2 separate regions of the Sus scrofa genome follow, and region 1 is linked to region 2. A link is a contact called in public Hi-C data. All regions are on one chromosome and are shown on one strand. The core of a region is the stretch at or near the end of the contact, and the rest is flanking DNA. Distances in the headings are between cores, read along the strand shown.

Evidence for each region. A called contact is a pair of places that touch in the nucleus more often than the background predicts.
Region 1: a contact with region 2 is called in a Hi-C map of liver, with 1.9 times the contacts expected there. The contact joins two enhancer-like sites. A contact is called at or near these places in 2 of 5 promoter capture datasets (fetal liver and liver), 25 of 47 Hi-C or Micro-C datasets (alveolar macrophages, blood, brain and 12 more) and 2 of 2 datasets of contacts at active chromatin or transcription factors (alveolar macrophages and skeletal muscle).

What each region holds. Positions count from the first base shown.
Region 1 is chr15:132,376,989-132,381,812 of Sscrofa11.1, forward strand. It overlaps PDE6D (retinal rod rhodopsin-sensitive cGMP 3',5'-cyclic phosphodiesterase subunit delta), which reads right to left. Exons shown (of 5, transcript XM_003483755.4): 2 at 3,796-3,884; 3 at 2,808-2,933; 4 at 2,024-2,129. Among named protein-coding and RNA genes, the nearest start is that of PTMA, 23 kb to the left of the region's middle. Within about 2 kb of position 1,768, at least 10 of the 83 cell types and tissues checked have an H3K27ac peak or open chromatin away from gene starts, as enhancers often do. A contact at or near this core is called in fetal liver and liver, where this site is marked.
Region 2 is chr15:132,278,586-132,284,184 of Sscrofa11.1, forward strand. No RefSeq gene overlaps it. Among named protein-coding and RNA genes, the nearest start is that of TEX44, 15 kb to the left of the region's middle. Within about 2 kb of position 1,561, at least 53 of the 83 cell types and tissues checked have an H3K27ac peak or open chromatin away from gene starts, as enhancers often do. A contact at or near this core is called in fetal liver and liver, where this site is marked.

The sequences.
Region 1 (4,824 bases), core at 518-3,017, 99 kb after region 2:
TCTAAGACACTGACTTTCTTTTTTTTTTTAGGACTGTACGGAAGTTCCCAGGCTAGGGGTCCAATGGGAGCTGTAGCTGCCGGCCTACACCACAGCCACAGCAACACCAGAGCCAAGCTGGGTCTGTGACCTACACCACAGCTCACGGCAATGCCTGATCCTTAACCCACTGATTGAGGCCAGGGATCGAACCCGCAACCTCATGGTTCCTAGTCGGATTGGTTTCTGCTGCGCCAGGACAGGAACTCCAAGAGACTGACTTTCTGACCACACGGAAACCTGCAGGCCCCAGGAGTGGGGCCCTTCCCTCTACAACTGACTCTAGTGGACAGCTGTGGGCTGGCTGGCCTGCATCTCCTCTGCTCACTTTGCGTAATGGCGCTGTGCTCTTCTACTGGGGACACCCCATCTCCAGTTCCTGGGGCAGTCGAAGGCTCCCTCCCTCACCTGGCAAAGGGGTGGGCACAGGATGTACTCTGGGCCAGTCAGACTCCCTCCCTGGGGCAGGATCCTTCCGATGGCTGCTTCAGGACGAAACCATCCACAATTTTCGCTACCTGCATCTTTCGAGATGCTCAGGTCTCAGCCCTACTCTTTCAACTGTCATGCAGGCCAGAGTCAGTTTCTATGGCCTACAGCTCAGGAACCCCAAAGGATACATCTGTATTGTACGGAGGGCAATTTCGTTTTTCTTGATGAGTATCTCAGTGCTTCCAAATCAAACTATTCTTGAACTGAGTTAAGGGTAACAGGAGCACTATGTTGGGTTCTAAAAAGTAAGGCATGACTTAAATAAACTAAATATGTTATCACAGACCTACTGATGTTAGTACCTGAAAGAAATCAGGCCTGGTCAAGAAGAAGTCATACAAGGGCCAATAAAATCTAAGCATATGACACGACATATGACACTATACTTTTCCAGGGTAATTAACAGCCAGCGGATATATTTTTGCTGGTAGTTAATTATAAAACAGGCAAATAAGGAACTCGAGCTCAGACTGGCCAACAAAATATAAAAAAACCCACTATACGATGATGGGTATTAAAAATACGATTAAAAATCGATTCGAGATTTACGAGGTAAATAACCTCTATTTACAGATTCAGTGTAGCAGTCATAAAGGACCTGCTTAAAGAGATGAACCAATAGTACACAGTTACTTGTGTGAATAGTTTGTTACTAGGCAATATTACTAAAACTTTTTTTTTTTTTTTTTCTGGCCACACCTGTGCCACATGGAAATTCCTGAGCCAGGGTTTGAACCCATGCAAAAGCAGTGACCCAAGCCACAGCTGGGACAATGCTGGGTCCTTAGCCCACTGCACCGCAAGCAAACTCCCTAAAGCTTTTGAAAGACTAATATCTTTTCCCAAGAGAAAACAGTAGGTGGGCAGTTAGTGACATTTTTGGGGGGAACAAAGGATGAATAATTATTCTTTGAGCAGGAAGCACAGCTATTAAAACGGTAAGCGAACCTCTGAAAAACTATAACCAAACATTAGCCTCTAAAGCAGAATCAGGACTTTGTCCGGTTTTGTTGAAAGCCCTTCAAAGGAAGTACAGAGTACCAGAAGTTAGGCAGTCAGGAAAGGGAGCAAATTAGCACAGATTTTATATACATTAGGTGCCAGTTTCCTTCCATACCATCTCATTTTATCCTCCGTACACCTCTGTGCGGGAGAATTATTAATTCTGCATTTACAGAGGAGGAGAATAAGACCAAAAAGGCCCAGAGAGGTAAAGTACAGGGTCCAAGGTTACAGAGCCAGTCAGAGTTAATCAGGAATTAAGTCCAAGGTCTAATCCGAGGTGGTTAATTCTTCCCATTCTATCCCACTGGCTTTTTCACATGACGAAAGTCAGGGAGCTGTAAACTCCAGACCCCGATACTCTTTCACCCTTTTTCTCAACCTTGGCCGCCTGCCTGCCTGCCTGCCTGCCGACCGGGACGCAAGTCCCACCAGTCTGGGATTCCTGCTTCGAGACACGGCCCACAGTTCCTGCGGCCCGCTCACTCACGTTAGCACGCTGGCTGGCATCATCTGGGACTCGGGCGCTGCCTCTATCAGGGACTGCCAGGTGTTTGTGGAGTTAGGGATCACAAAGCCAAACTCGAAGAACCACTCTGAGGGAAGAAGGAAAAGCGGGTGAGCTGGCGCCCTGCGCAGACTCTCAGGCTCCTTGTCCCCTCCGTTAGAGCAAGCCTCTTCCTACCCGAGGACCTCGGAGGAAGCCATCACAAACTCCCCGGGCCAGAGGCACAAGGAAAGACACAGAAGCCCTCTTCGGGCTGTCGGAGGCCTGCGCCCTAGGCGCTGGGGTCTAAAGGACTAGGACCAGCAACACCTTCTTGGAAGTGGGCTGGGTGTGGATTATAAACAAAAGTACAGAGTGGCCTTTTCACTTGCAATTTCAGCTCGAAGACACACACGTGCACTCTTCCACTTCACGGTGAAGTGAATGCAGAGTGGCCTTGCCAGGCGAGTCTGTACGAGACTGTATGGAGAGCACTGTACCAGGCCCTAAACAGCAGCTTCCTCGTGACCGGGTTACAGTACGCGTCAGTGACAAGGCAGCCCACCAGGCTCAGAAACCCTTTTGTTGGCTCAGAGCCCCCGTGGAGTTGCTAGCTTTGTTTTTGCTTCTTTTCGCTGGGGCTCCCCAGTCTGCCAGCCTGTAGGAACTCTATCACAAACTGAGATGCAAAATAAATGTTATCAAAGCAGTGCTCTAGTTCGCTGAGCCTTGACTTTTGTCCCTGTCACCCTAAGCCCGGATTTCAGGCATGGAGGCAGCAGAATACCTTCTAGGCATTGCCCTTTGAAGTAAACTTTTTGTTCCAGGCGAAATTTTTCCATTTGCTCTGCTGAAGAGAAGTTCAATTCTCGAGACACTGCCTTGCATTTGAGGATTTTCTTGGGAACACGGGCTGGTAAAGAAAAAGAAATATTGAAACCATTTCTGAGAGCTTCTTAGAGCTGATTTAGAGAACATGTTATCTATGTTAAATTTCAGAGAATGCCTTGGTAATAGAATTACACTTCTTAAAAGCAGAGGTCCCAAACTGGTCCAGTGCATTTGATGGAAAGATCTTCCAGGAACAACCGATTGAGGGCATCTAAAGGCCTTACCCAGCTCCTCTTATCAGGAAGGGGATGCATGGGAACCTTCTCTCTATTCTGTTCTGCTAGTTTTGTTTTATTCTATTTTATTTTATTTTAATTTTATTTTATTGTCTTTTCTAGGGCTGCTCCCACGGCACATGGAGATTCTCAGGCTAGGGGTCTAATCGAAGCTATAGCTGACGGCCTACGCCAGAGCCACAGTAATGCAGGATCTAAGCCGCGTTTGCAACCTACACCACAGCTCACGGCAACGCCGGATCCTTCACCCACTGAGCAAGGCCAGGGATCGAACCCGAAACCTCATGGTTCCTAGTCGGATTCGTTAACCATTGAATCACAACGGGAACTCCTCTGTTCCACTAGTTTTAACTCCTTGGTTTTTCTTCTACTTCAGGGAGATACAAATGCAAATTTTCTTTTGGAAAAAGGTCGAGATCTTAGTTTTTAACTTTGAGTAGGCTAATGTAGCTAATGTTAAAGTTTCAGCACAAAGTGGGTTTTGGGGAGTGGGGGAAATATGAGATAGACACTAGAAATCTCAGCACCACGTGGACTGGCGGGCTGGGCCTGTAGAGGCTGGTTCCCTGGTGGGTCTGCATTAACCTAGCTCTCCGCTGTCCATGCTCCTGAGTCATCAGCCCTGTGCAGACAAAGCGTGGAAAGTACCTTCGTGCTCCACTCCAGGGACGGACAGGTCTTCTGTTCCTTGCCAGAGTATCTTCCCTGTCTCAGCATCCCGAAGGTTCATCCAATTTCTGATCAAACATATTAAGGAAGAATAAGGCATCGGAGGGACGGACTCCTGCTTTGTACTCTAGGCATCTCAGGTTTGCTTTTATCAACTCTTATTTGTTTTTTAGCAAGTTGCCCTAAGTGTTAAGGACCATGAAAGCAAATAAGAACGTACAGGAGAGTGCAAAAGACACCTAAAGGAAGCAGCAGAGACTTGGGGAGATCTTTTTATCGACATCGTGAGAACTTTAAGACTGTACACATCTAGAAATGGCAAGAAAGAGGTAGAAAATGAACAGTGCAAAATCTAAAATTTTCCAACAGAATCTGACCAGCCAAGATAAAAACCTAAAGAAACAGATATGAGAGAAATCCCAGGAAATGACTCAGGCAGATTGCCCTCCAGCGAAGAGCACAATCCATACGCTTTACTCACAAGTCCAGACTTCTCAAGCAGCTTTTTAGTGGCCTGCTTTTGTTTTATTATTCTTATTTTTTTATTTTTTTTTTTTGTCTTTAGGACCACACCCATGGCATATGGAAGTTCCCAGGCTAGGGATCCAATCGGAGCTGTAGCCGACGGCCTATGCCACAGCCACAGCCACAGCAATTCGGGATCCGAGCCACCCCTGTGACCTACACCACGGCTCATGGCAACGCCAGATCCTTAACTCACTGAGCGAGGCCAGGGATCGAACCAGCATCCTCACGGATACTAGTGGGGTTTGCGACCCACTGAGCCATGACGGGAACTCCTTAGTGGCCTGCTTTTAAGTATGAGAAGACAGCCGAGGATCACCAGAAACTCAAGAAAGTATTTACTATGAAAGGCAGACAAAACATGGAGAAAAAGGTAACTTAGAGGAAAAAAGAGTCTACAGAGGAAGATAAAAACTTTTTAAAAGCATTAAAAACACACACACAAATGACCGTCCACAACATAATCCTTACAAATACTAAAAG
Region 2 (5,599 bases), core at 311-2,810:
GGCCCCGGGGCTGGCTTTCCCGGGCAGTGCGTCTCCACAGCCCGATCCTCTCTTGAAAAGAGCCTCCAGCTCTCGTCCTCTCCTCCTCTCTGGACGAACCCGACTCTGTGATCTCAGTTTCACACACAGGACCTGTTCAAGGACTCACCCGGGGAGTTCCCCTTGTGGCTTAACAGGTTAAGAACCTGACTAGTATCCTTGAGGACACGGGTTCAAACCCTGGCCCTTGCTCAGTGGGTTAAGGCTCCCTCATTGCTGCAAATGGCTCAGAGCTGGCTTTGCTGCGGCTGTGGTGTAGGCCGGCAGCTACAGCTCGATTCGACCCCTATCCTGGGATTTCCATATGCCGCAGGTGTGGCCCTAAAAAAAATAAATAAATAAAAGGAGTCACCCAGGTCCACTTCTCCTCCCACCTCTCCCAGATGGTCTCTGGGAAACGATCCTGGCCCGAGGAACCAGAGCTGGTGAGCAGAACCAGCTACCTAACATATGGCGCCCAAGTGCAAAACGAAAACACAAAGCCCCTTGTTCAAAAAGTACCAAGAACATCAAGACAGGGACCGTGAGCTGTGGTGTAGGTCGCAGACACGGCTCGGATCTGGTGTTGCTGTGGCTGTGGTGTAGGCTGGCAGCTACAGCTCTGATTCAACCCCCAGCCTGGGAACCTCCATATGTCGAGGATGCGGCCCTAAAAAGACAAAAAAAAAAAAAAAAAACCCAAAAGACAAAGGCAAAAAAAAAAATCTTTCCCTGTTGAAAGCACCTCTCTGGCTGCGGGGAAGAGAATGGATTCCCCGCATGTACCTCCCACCATTTGGCACGTTAGCCCCTTGGCCTGATTGTTAGTTTCAACCTGTGTTCGTGCGGCAACTTCTCTGCTGCTTAAAGTTGGAAGCCAGCCCTCGGACTGTTTGGATCCTTACACTGCCTTGCATTGAGTAGGTGCTCAGTAAACACTGCCAGATGGATCAGCTGACACCTTTGTTTCTGCAGGGATCTTCACGAGTCTTGCTTCTCAGACACGCATCAGCACCGCCTGGGAGCTGGTAGGAACTAAAGAATCCCAAGCCCCACACAGACCTCCTCCATCAGAATCTGCAATTCTGCAGGGTAACAAGATCTTCCAGAAATTTGCATACATGGGAAGGTTTGAGAGGCACACACTTCTAGAGAGTAGAATAACCAGAGGACCAGACCAGGAGGTGTGGGAAGGAGGAGGGGAGCCAGGAGGCAGGTTTGGGTGCATACAGTGGGCTCATCTAAGGATCGCTGTTACGAGTGGCAATCTCCCTGGGTCACTGAGTCTGAGTAATAAAGCTCTCTTCTATGTGGCAGACAATGGTTTCTCAATCGTTTATATGCATTAACTAATTTAGCCTTCACTACAGCCCTAGAGAGTGGTACTATTCGGATCATTGTGTCCATACTGCAGGTACAAACACTGAGGCCCAAGGAGGTTGAGATTATTCCAGAATCTTCAGCAGGTACACACATATGGCTGTACCTGGTGTTTAGGGCAGGGTCTGTTCTGATTGGTCCCTGCCTGTCCTACTGGTTATTCAATGTTTTGAACGTTGCTCTGGTTACACAGCTGGATGGAGGAGGCAGGATCCAAACCAGTCCACTGGGCTGGAGCCGCACTCCAAATCACGATCTTTTATCCGTCTAGCGCCATCGCCACCTAGAAACAGCACGCCTCAGGGACAAGCAATGTGTGTCGAAGTGCTTCGTAAGCTGGGCAGCGCAGTATAAATGCCAAAGGGATTCCTCCGCAGCAGAAGTGAAAGAAGCCTGTGAAAATAGGAGAAGCTGGGCTGTGTGAGGGCAGAGGAGAGTCTGCTGCGGAGAAACAGGATTCTCTGTGCTTGCTCAAGGGAGTAACTGAGGCAAGAAGGAAAAACTTCCCCGAGGAGAGCTCCAGGATCCGCGCAGGGAGGCTGGACTCGCCAGAGCCCAGCAGGCGCTAAGCAGATTAGCCCAGGCGTGTCCTCGCAGACGGACTGCGCCCTCCTGATATCACCCACCAGGGGGCGCTGCTCCCCAGCCTTCGTCCCACTGGACCCCACCTGCTCTCGGGAAACTAGGACTTGGAAGGAGTCCTAGTGAGCAAGCACCAGGGACTTTGAGAAGTGGAAAAGGAGGGAAGGCAGGATGGAATGGGGGCTTATACCACTTTCAATCCCCAAAACACCCCTACGGAGGAGCTCTTGTGCCTACAGATGAGCAGCATCTTTGAGGCCCAAAGATGCTGGGTAAGATCCCCCAAACCAGGAAATTAGAGAGAAGCAGGGCTAGGTCATTTGATTCCAACCTCACTTCCCAAGGGGACCACAAGTACATGGCAGCCCGTCTGACCCCGTCCTGTTGCTGGTGTACCTGCTTCTCTGGACCCCGTTTTCTGAGTGGAGGCTAGAGCCCCTGCGGCAACTGTACTCCCACAACAGTTTCAACAGCCAGGGTTCATAAATGTAGCCCTCTTCTTGAACTTGAAACTTTTGAGGTTGTGGGCTTCTGCTTCATTGTGTCTGGCTTTCAGGAATCCCACACCTGCCACCCCAACCCAACAGCCTCCCCATTCAGGCAAAACCTGGGGTCTCTTCTGCTCCAGAATCTGGCCCTGGGCCCCCAGAACCAGGTCCTCGTCTGCATTTCCATTGGAGCCTGTGGCTGGGGCCAAACCAGGCACCCAAAGTTTTTTTCTCTGCTCCTACCAACTCCTTTTATGGCCTCTGGGGCCAGTTCCTTCTTCATAATAAGTCATAACTGGAAAAGGCCTCTGAAGTCACTGAGTCCAACTTGCGCCAACACTTTCCTTTTCTAAAGAAAGAAAAAAAAATGTCCTTACGCCTCCCGGTCTCCAGGCAGGTTCCAAAGACAAAGACAGCGCGGCAGCGTTCTGCGTGAGAAGCAAACTCCAGCCCGGGGATGGGACCTGGGCACGCACCTGTAAAGTGGGGGTGGGGGGACCCTAGCCTCTGTTTCTTCTAAGACCCTCGCCCCCAGCTCCTAGGGTTCTGCCACTAGCCGCGGGGACCAGCTAACGAGCCTCTAATTCGGCCCCCCTCGGTAGGACACTTTCCTCGCCTCCGTGCTGGGAGCTGGGGGCAGCTCGCGTGTCTAGCCGCACGTGCGTGTAAGTGATCATGTGTATGCAGAGGCGTGTGAGCCGCCGCACACGCGTCCGCGCCATTGCCTGGGTCTGTGCGCGCCCCCTATGGGCCAGCCGCCACCCGCTGCCGCAGCCGCCAAGTGGCGGTGTGCAGCGCCGCGTGTACCCGGCGTGCGCCGGCCGGGCCACCCTCCCCTCCCGGCCGAGAGCCTGGCGGGCAGCACCCGGAACCAGGACGCTTCTGGTTCTCGGTCCGCAGGCCTCCCCTTCCCGCCCAGCATTTTCTGTTTTCCCGGGCCTCCTCTCCGCCGGCGAGGAGCGCTCCGGGGCGGGGTCCGAGAGCAGCCCCACCCGGGCGGGCCGCCTAGGGTGGCAAGGGTGGCAAGGCTGGCTGGCGCGCGCCGCCCCTCCCCTGCCGCCCCCGCCCCGGCGCCCCGATGGGTTTTTCCATGACTGCATCCGGCCGCGGGCCGTCTTTGTTCCCGCGTCCCCGGCAGTGCCTGCGAGCGGGCCCGCCTCTCCCGAGCGCGCCGCAGGGCTCAACAGGAGCTTGGCAGAGCCGCCTCCCCGTCCCCGGTCCCCCCCGCCCGGGCTGAGCGGCACCCCCAGCGGGACTCCGAAGTCCCTTGCGGAGGAGCCAAGCTCTCTCCAGACGCACCGCTCTGGCCGTCCAGTCCCCGCCGCCAAGGCCTGCGGCCCCTAAGCCCCATATTTGTGCGCAAAGTTGACGGTCACCCGGCCCGAGTGCCTCTGCGCTTCGTGAGGCGCCCTTGGCGACCCCAGTTCCTCTGGGGCGGCACGTTAGGGAGCCGGGGGTGGGGGGCGGTCAGGCGGGTTCAGTGTCCGCAGAGCCCGAGCCGGGCTGCCTCTGCCTCCAGCTGATATGATACCCTCATGTTTCTCCCAAGGGGCGGGCGGCGCAGACGGGCACCCAGGCGCGCGCGCAGCCCGGCGCAGCCGGAGATCGCCGTACGAGGCCACCACGCGCGGGCATCTCCGGGGCAGAAAGTCACCCGCCCCTGCGGGAAATTGGGCACACTAGCGGACAGAAAGCACCAGAGCGCGGGGGACCCCTCTGTGATCCTGGAACCGCCCCCCGCCTCAGGGAGGAAGGAGAGAGGGGCCTGCAGAAAGGGGGGTGGAGTGAGAGGGGCGGGGGAGGCCCGAGGGAGTGAGGACAGGCCCGCGATCCCCATGAGCCCCACGGGGACTGTGTGTCCGAAGCCCGATCCTGCCCTGTCCACGCTGAGCTGCGTTCAGTTTGTTTGTGTCTGCGCGCCAAGGGAACCAATTTTCCGGCCATGCTGGCGGGAAAAGTGCAAGAAACTGTGTGTGCAAGAAACGGAGTGAGGCTTGCTGAGCTCAGCCAGAGAAGCCAGACTCCCACGGCGGCGTCCAAGCTGGGGTACAGGGGTGAGGGGGCCGTCCTCGAAGAGGAGGGGAGTCCTCGATGAAGACCGTGTCTGGCTCTGTGGGGTTTTTGGAATCCCTGGCGGGTCCCCTCCCTGCAGACTGACCACCGGAGGCAGCGTCCATTGGAGGAGAGGATGGGAGAAGGATGGAGGGGAAGCGCCGCCCAGATCCATGGAGGCCCAGAGCCCTCTTGCTGTGGCGAGTGGGAGAGAAGGGAATGTCCCTAGATCCCTTGGAGTGGCGGCTCCTTTCCCCCTGCGGCATTATCTTGTTTCCTAAGCCGTCATGGGGGAGCCCAAGTCTTCTGAACGGGCCTTTTCTCCAGGTGTGTCTTTTTTTTTTTATCCTTTTAGGGCCGCACCTGCTGGATATGGAGGTTCCCAGGCTAGGGGTTGGGGTTGAATTGGAGCTACAACTGCTGGCCTACACCACAACCACAGCCACGCCAGATCCGAGCCACATCTGTGAACTACACCACAGCTCATGGCAACACCGGATCCTTAACCCACTGAGCAAGGCCAGGGATTGAACCCGTGTCCTCATGGTTCCTAGTTGGGATCATTAATCAATGAGCCATGAGGGGAACTCCCTTTATTTTTTATTTATTTTTTATTTTTCAGGAGTGTCTTTGTCAACTGTGCCCACTTTTTCCCTGTGCGGGGTCCCTTCCCCTCTTCTCTGCTCTCTGAGGCGGAACCTCGCCTACCCCTTACCCCCCAGCTGTCCCATTAGGAGGAAGTTTTGGTCCCTGAGCTCCCTCCTGCTCATAGACCAACTCAGACGCTCTTGCCCTTGTAGAGGTGGTGGAAGGTTCCAGAAGCTGAGACAGCTTCTCCTTTCTTCTCTCCACACCCTGCACAGGGATGCAAGTCATGTTTAAACTCTTAGTCAATACGAGTGACTCAAATGGTAAACCACGCGGTTTCTGCCTGTCCTTGGCCAGGTTTGGCAGTGAGGAGAGCAGGTTAGAGAAGCCAAGAGCACTGGCATCCTTTGTCCTCCACTGTCCCGTCCACCATGACACTTCAGTCTCCATGTTCTTGCTCTGGTTGAGGATCCGAAGCCCTGGCCTTAACC